Linked DNA regions of Sus scrofa: region 1 is linked to region 2. A link is a contact called in public Hi-C data. All regions are on one chromosome and are shown on one strand. Each heading gives the region's core, a stretch centred on a gene start, on an enhancer-like site or on the middle of the called end of the contact. The rest is flanking DNA. Distances are from core to core; before and after follow the strand shown.

What was found. A called contact is a pair of places that touch in the nucleus more often than the background predicts.
Region 1: a Hi-C map of liver shows a contact between it and region 2, with 4 times the contacts expected there. The contact joins the promoter of ANKLE2 here to the promoter of ZNF605 in region 2. A contact is called at or near these places in 1 of 5 promoter capture datasets (liver) and 3 of 47 Hi-C or Micro-C datasets (liver, skeletal muscle and subcutaneous adipose tissue).

What each region holds. Positions count from the first base shown.
Region 1 is chr14:22,744,106-22,747,293 of Sscrofa11.1, forward strand. It overlaps ANKLE2 (ankyrin repeat and LEM domain-containing protein 2), which reads left to right and starts at 1,537. Exons shown (of 13, transcript XM_021073939.1): 1 at 1,537-1,777. The coding sequence starts at 1,591.
Region 2 is chr14:22,612,570-22,616,069 of Sscrofa11.1, forward strand. ZNF605 (zinc finger protein 605) reads left to right here and starts at 1,510. Exons shown (of 6, transcript XM_013990316.2): 1 at 1,510-1,600.

The DNA.
Region 1 (3,188 bases), core at 287-2,786, 130 kb after region 2:
AAAATGCCTCACAGTTCTCAAAGTGGTTAGCTCATTTTACAGTCCTACCACAGTTTATGAGAATTCCAAAACTGCCCCACATCCTCACCAAGATTTGATACTGTTGGTCTTTTAGTTTTAATCATTCCGGTGGGTGTAAAGTAGTATCATTGTTGGTTTAATTTGCAATTCACCCATCCTCAAATTCACTGACTTTTCTGTTCTGCTCAAGTGACTATTAGTACTGTCCAATTTTTTTTTTTTTATTTTTTGTCTTTTTGCTATGTCTTGGGCCGCTCCCACGGCATATGGAGGTTCCCAGGCTAGGGATCTAATCGGAGCTCCACAGGCATTAATTTTTTAAATAGAAAAAAACCTAAAGTTCCCATCGTGGCTCAGTGGTTAACGAATCCGACTAGGAACCATGAAGTTGCAGGTTTGATTCCTGGCCTCGCTCAGTGGGTTAAGGATCCGGTGTTGCCGTGAGCTCGGATCCCGCGTTGCTGTAGCTGTGGTGTAGGCCGGCGGCTACAGCTCCGATTAGACCCCTAGCCTGGGAACCTCCATATGCCTCAGGAGCGGCCCTAGAAATGGCAAAAATTAAAATAAAAAATTAATGCATGGATTATAGAGTAAAATTCATTGTTTTATCGTACATGTCTGAGAGTTCTGACAAGCTTAGGTAGTTGTGTCCACCCATCAGGACAGAATGAATGTTTCCACCGGTCCCTAAAATTCCCTGTGTCTCTTTATAGTCTGCTGCGCCCCGGCCCGCGGCGACGACTCCCCAATCTGTCCCTGAGAGTTAAATGGGGTCGCACAGCCTGAAGCCTTACGAGACCCCCTCCGTTTCTTGGGAGACTTAGGTGCCAGCAGGGCTGGGGTACGAAGAGAGTTATCTAACCGGCCAGAGAAGCCGGACACAGACAAGAGTCCGCTGCAGAGTTAACAGGTATCAGTTCAGTCGGCTTGCTTCACGTGGGAGAAACTTGTTCTCTAAAATCGTAAGCTGTCAGTAATTTAGCTGTTGTAAAGTTAAGAATAAAATATCCAAAGCTTGCCTGTAGAATCATAGTCGCTTTGACCCGACGAAGCAGGCACGTCCACACTGCGCAACGCAGACCTGGTCTTTCCAGGGAAACCCTGTGGGTTCATCTGTGATTCCCGCCGCGACCAAAACCTGGGCCCGGCCTAAACCTCCGCACGGACTCACCCGCTAACTACGCCTCCACCGGGCTGCCCACCCCGAGTTTGGACACGCTTTGGGACCCACCCCGAGCTGCCCGCCCCAGGCCTGGGCCCGCCTTGACCCGCCCAGGTACCGCCCGCCTGCGTCAGGACCCCGCGTGCCGGGCTGCCAGCGCCACTGCCTGACCGCTCAGTTACCCGCCCCGCGCCTGTAGGGACTGGAGCCGCGAACGCACTCCCTCGTCTGGCTGCTGGGCGCGGGGACGAGCGCCTTGTTTCGCTCGTGCAGACTCGGCCCCGCGCCAGCCGCTGTCGGGCGCGGCGCCGTCAGGCGGTGGTGCGGACAGCCCGGCACGCGGGGTCCTCGGGCGGCCCTCGGCGGTGGCGGCGGCGGCGGCGGCGACAACCGGGCGAGCGGTGGCAATGCTGTGGCCCCGGCTGGCGGCAGCCGAGTGGGCGGCGCTGGCCTGGGAGCTGCTGGGTGCCTCAGTGCTGCTGATCGCCGTGCGCTGGCTGGTGCGGCGGCTGGACCGGCGGCCGCGGGTCCTGGGCCGGAGTGGACCTCCCGACCCGCTGCCCTGCGCGTCCGCGGCCCCATTCCCAGATCCAGGTAAGGCCGGTCCTCTGTCTCCCGGGATTCATATCCCTTCCCCTCCCTGGTCTCCTCTCTCGGGGCCTGGATCCTACCCCGGCAGGAGTCGGTGTTCTGGGAAGAGACTTGGAGTAAAACTACGGAGTCCTTGACTTACAGATGGGGAAAAGCCGTGAGACTGGAAGCTCGGGTGCCGCGTCTGCAAGCACTTCAGTTAGTTTGAGGCCTTAATTTGAGTAGGCCGAGTGAACCTCAATTGAGGGCATCCGGGACCCCTTGCCCGCAGGCCTGGTTTCTTTCTGGAGGATAAGCTAGAGTTCCTCTAATACTTTGATGGGAAGATGAAAATTTTATTAGCACATAGCACAATTGATGATCTCATCTTGAAATTTCCTGACTAAAGTTGTCCTTACGCGTGACTTATTTCTTAACAGCTGAGAAAACAGGCCCCAGGAATATTTGCTGCGGCAGAGATAACACAGGTCCGAGGCAGAAGCCAGGTGGGGGTGTAGGCCTTTTGACATGGAGTCCAGCTTGCCCTCCATCCTGTTGAGTTTCTGGTTGTTTTACCTTCTCTCATCCCCTTAGGAAAGTTTTAGGTGGCACCTTTAGTGATAGCATGCTGATTTGGCCAGCATGCTGGCTGTCAACACTGTGCCAAAAAATCCAGTGCAGGACACCTGAGACAAGAAATTATGCAGACACTAATGCTAAAGGATGCATGAGGCCAGTAGGGTCTGGGGCTAAGAGATTATAGTTTGGAGTCTTTTTCGCGGTTTTTTTTTTTTTTTTTTTTTTTTTAATGTCTTTTGAGGGCTGAAGGTGCGGCATATGGAGGTTCCCAGGCTGGGGGTCAGATTGGAGCTGCAGCTGCCAGCCTACAACACAGCCACAGGGACGAAGGATCCAAGCCGCATCTGTGACCTACACAACAGTTCACAGCAACTCTGGATCCTTAACCCACTGATTAAGGCCAGGGATTGAACCTGCCTCCTCACGGATACTAGTCAGATTCATTTCCGCTGAGCCATGATGGGAACGCCTATTTTTAAAATGTAGCTTTCATTTTAAAATCTTTTTTTGGTCATGCCCAGGCCATGTACAAGTTCACTCACAACAGCAATGACTCAAGATGCTGCAGTGACAACCCCAGATCCTTAACCCACTGTACCACAAGGGAACTCCTAAGATCATTTTAGATTTTTTTTTTTTTTTTTGTCTTTTTAGGGCCACATTTGTGGCACATGGGGGTTACCAGGCTAGGGGTCTAATCAGAGGTGTTGCTGCCAGCCTACGCCAGAGCCACAGCAATGCCAGATCTGAGCCTTGTCTGCAATCTACGCCACAGCTCACGGCAACGCAGGATTCTTAACCCACTGAGCAAGGCCAGGGATCAAACCCACAACCTCATGGTTCCTAGTCGGATTTG
Region 2 (3,500 bases), core at 260-2,759:
GCTATAATGGAAAAAAATAAAAATCATTATAAAATAAAATAAAATGTATGTGAAATAAAAGTCCAGAAATGGCTTCTACTTGTTATGATATATATTTCAATGTATTGCTTGGTTCCATTTGCTATTTTTTCAGAATTTTCACATAAATATCATAACTAAGACTACTTTAAAGTTGTTTTTTTTATTTATTTTTTCTTTTTAGGGCCACACCCACCACATATGAAGTTCCCAGGCTATGGCTCGAATCAGACATAGGGCTGCCTGTCTACGCCACAACCACAGAAACGCAAGATTGGAACAGAGTCTGCAAATCTACAACACAGCTCACTGCAACGCCCTTTCCTTAACCCAGGAATCAAACTTGCATGCTCATGGATCCTAGCCAGCTTTATTACCATTAAACCACGATGGGAACCCCTTTATTTATTTATTTATTTAGTCTTTTAGCCTTTTCTTGAGCTGCTCCCATGGCACATGGAGGTTCCCAGGCTAGGGGTCTAATCGGAGCTGTAGCCACTGGTCTATGCCAGAGCCATATAGCTACGCGGGATCCGAGCTGTGTCTTGGACCTACACTTCAGCTCATGGCAATGCCAGATCCTTAACCCACTGAGCAAGGCCAGGGATCGGATCGGCAACCTCATGGTTCCTGGTTGGATTTGTTAACCACTGAGCCACGATGGGAACTCCGGGAACTCCTTTTTTTAAAATTTACCTTTGGTTATGGTATAGCTATTTGCTATCTTTGTGTGAAGAAAAGGGTTCTGCAAAAACAAACAAACAGGGTTCTGTCCAGATTTTTCCTGAATTTTTTTGGTAAGACTATATCCTTTGATAACGTGGAAGATTCACCAATTAAAACGTATTGCCAAAAGCATTTTAAACAACTGCTTTAAGTCTATAACAAATATCTTCTTTATTACCTAACTATTCCTTTAAGTAGTGTACTTTCTTAGGTTTGAAATTTAATAACTTAATGCACAGAGTTATTATATATAATTAAGCAATATATTCTTTCACAATTTTTTTTGTTGTTGTTCTTTATGGCTAATTCTGTTTTTTATCACTAATTGTTTGCTGTTTCTCCCCACTTTTGGATAAAAATCTCTAGTATGTTTTTTTTATTTTACTTAAAAAATCTGATTTATCAAGTTCAATTTTTTTCTATTTTGCCTCCTCAATTTCTGTTTTAATTTTCATTAATTTTCTTCTCTTTCCATAATTATACTTTGTTTCTCCCTAGATGTCTCATTTCATCTATTGTCATTCTTTTTGTTGGCACTGTTGTATAGGAGGCACTAAAACTTACCTATATTACTTTGATTTTATAAATTACTTTGCTCTATGCTCAAAAATGGCAAGGACGGTGAACACATTTTGAGCGGGCAGAGCCGGCTACAACCCACTGTCTGGAACAAGCTCCCCCAGGCAGGTGAAGTGGGGCTTTGCAAAAGGAAACCTCAAACCTGTCGATCGTGGAGGCGCGCCACAGAGTCCCCTGGGAAATGTAGTTCTAAACCGAGTGGGACTCTGGGAAATGTGGTTCCGCGCAGCCGCTTCCTCGGCCCGGCTGAGTCTGCCTCAGGGCTGTGGGCCAGCGGGTAAGCGTGTGCGGCTGGGGTTGGGTGCGGGACGGCGCGGCTCTAGCCTCTTCGTCCAACCCGGGCCTGTGCTGACCCCAGCGCGGACCGGCTCCGGAACCGGGCGCGAAGCAGGCGCGGATCCCGGTCCAGGTGGGGGTGAGGCTGGAGGGGTGGTGGTCCGCGGCGGAGTAGCCGTGGGGGCCGTGTGGGAAGGGAGCGGTGGGGGGCGGGGCGTGGGCGGCTGGAGCGCGGAGGCAGGAGGGAGCCGGAATTTGCTGGGCAGCGTTTGGAGGACTGGGGGGGGTCTGTAGGGGTGGGGGGGCGGTGATTGTGGGATTCGGGAGGGAGATTTGGGAGTCAGTGTTAAGGCTTCCCGTGGTGGTGGGTGATGAGGGATCTGTGAAGGGGAACTGTGGAGCTTTTAATGTGAGAACGCTGGAGAGTCGGAATGTTGGAATGTCTGTGAAAATCTATACCGAGGTTTGAGAGAAGTGAGTAGTTACGAAGCCGGTGGAGGAAACTAATTGGGTGATGGGGGCCTCTGCGAGGGACTTTTGAGGGGAGTCCTAGACTTGGGGGTCAACAGCTCTGGGAGTGAGGCAGCCCGGGAGGTTGCCCTCTGTGTGGGGTGAGTGTGTGCGTTAGAGACGTAGGTTGAGAGATGTTTGTAGGAATAATTAAGACACCAGTTCCTACTGCATAGCACAGTAAACTATATCCAATCTCCTGGGATAGATCACGATGGAAAATAGTATAGGAAAAGAAAAACAGAATGCACATATATGTATGAGTGGGTAGCTTTGCTGTACAGCAGAAATTTGGCACAATTTTGTAAATTAACTATACTTTAAAGAAATTTAAAAATTTAAAATTTCTTTAAAAACATACACAAACACAAAGACTCTAATGGTCTCTGATTTGGGTGCCTTTGGGTTGGCAGTTGGGCCTGATGGAATGAATGATCAGGCCCTGAGGGTCTGTTTGGGGGCATTTAGAGGGCTCAAAATGGTAGGACTGAGGATTTCATTAGCAGGAAGCATTGCTGGTTGTGACATTGTTGGGTTTTACCTGAGCCCTGCTCTCCTGGAAAACAAGACAGTTAAGAAATCTCTCTGGAGTTCCCATCGTGGCTTAGTGGTAACAAACCCAACTAGTATCCATGAGGATGCAGGTTTGATCCCTGGCCTTGCTTAGTGGTGCTGCAAAGAACCCCCTTCCCCACAGGACTCTCTTGTTTAACTATGACAAGGCCACAGGTAAATATACATCAGTCCCTCAAACTCTCGTCCTTTGCCTCATCAGTGATTAGCTGAACAGTTTGTCCCCACTGATCAAAATGCTTGTTAGCTAAACTTCGTTTAAGCTTCTCTCCTTCCCCAGTTCCCTGAACTTTGGTCCACCTGAAGCTTGAGCTGCTTACAGCTTTTCCTGAGAACTGTCCCCTCCTGAAAACTGGCCAACCTCTGGTAAATGTTCTCTGACCTACTGTCTGGTCACCACCCTGCCCTTTATTATTATTTTTTTTAGGACCACAAGTGTGGCATATGAAAGTTTCCAGGCTAGGGGTTGAATTGGATCTGTAGCTGCTGGCCTACACCACAGCCACAACACGCCAGATCTGGGCCACATCTGTGACCTACACCACAGCTCATGGCAATGCTGGATCCTTAACTCACTGAGCAAGGCCAGGGATCAAACCTGAGTCCTCATGGATACTAGTCAAGTTCATTTCCACTGAGCCATAACAGGAACTCCTTTTTTTGTTGTTGTTGCATCTCTGGCATGTAGAGGTTCCTAGGGCAGAGATTGAACCCGTGCCACAGCAGTGACCTGAGCCACAGTAGTGCCAATACCAAATCCTTAACCTCTAGGCCACCAGGGAACTCCCTCACCACCACCAGGCCCTTTGATCCATCTT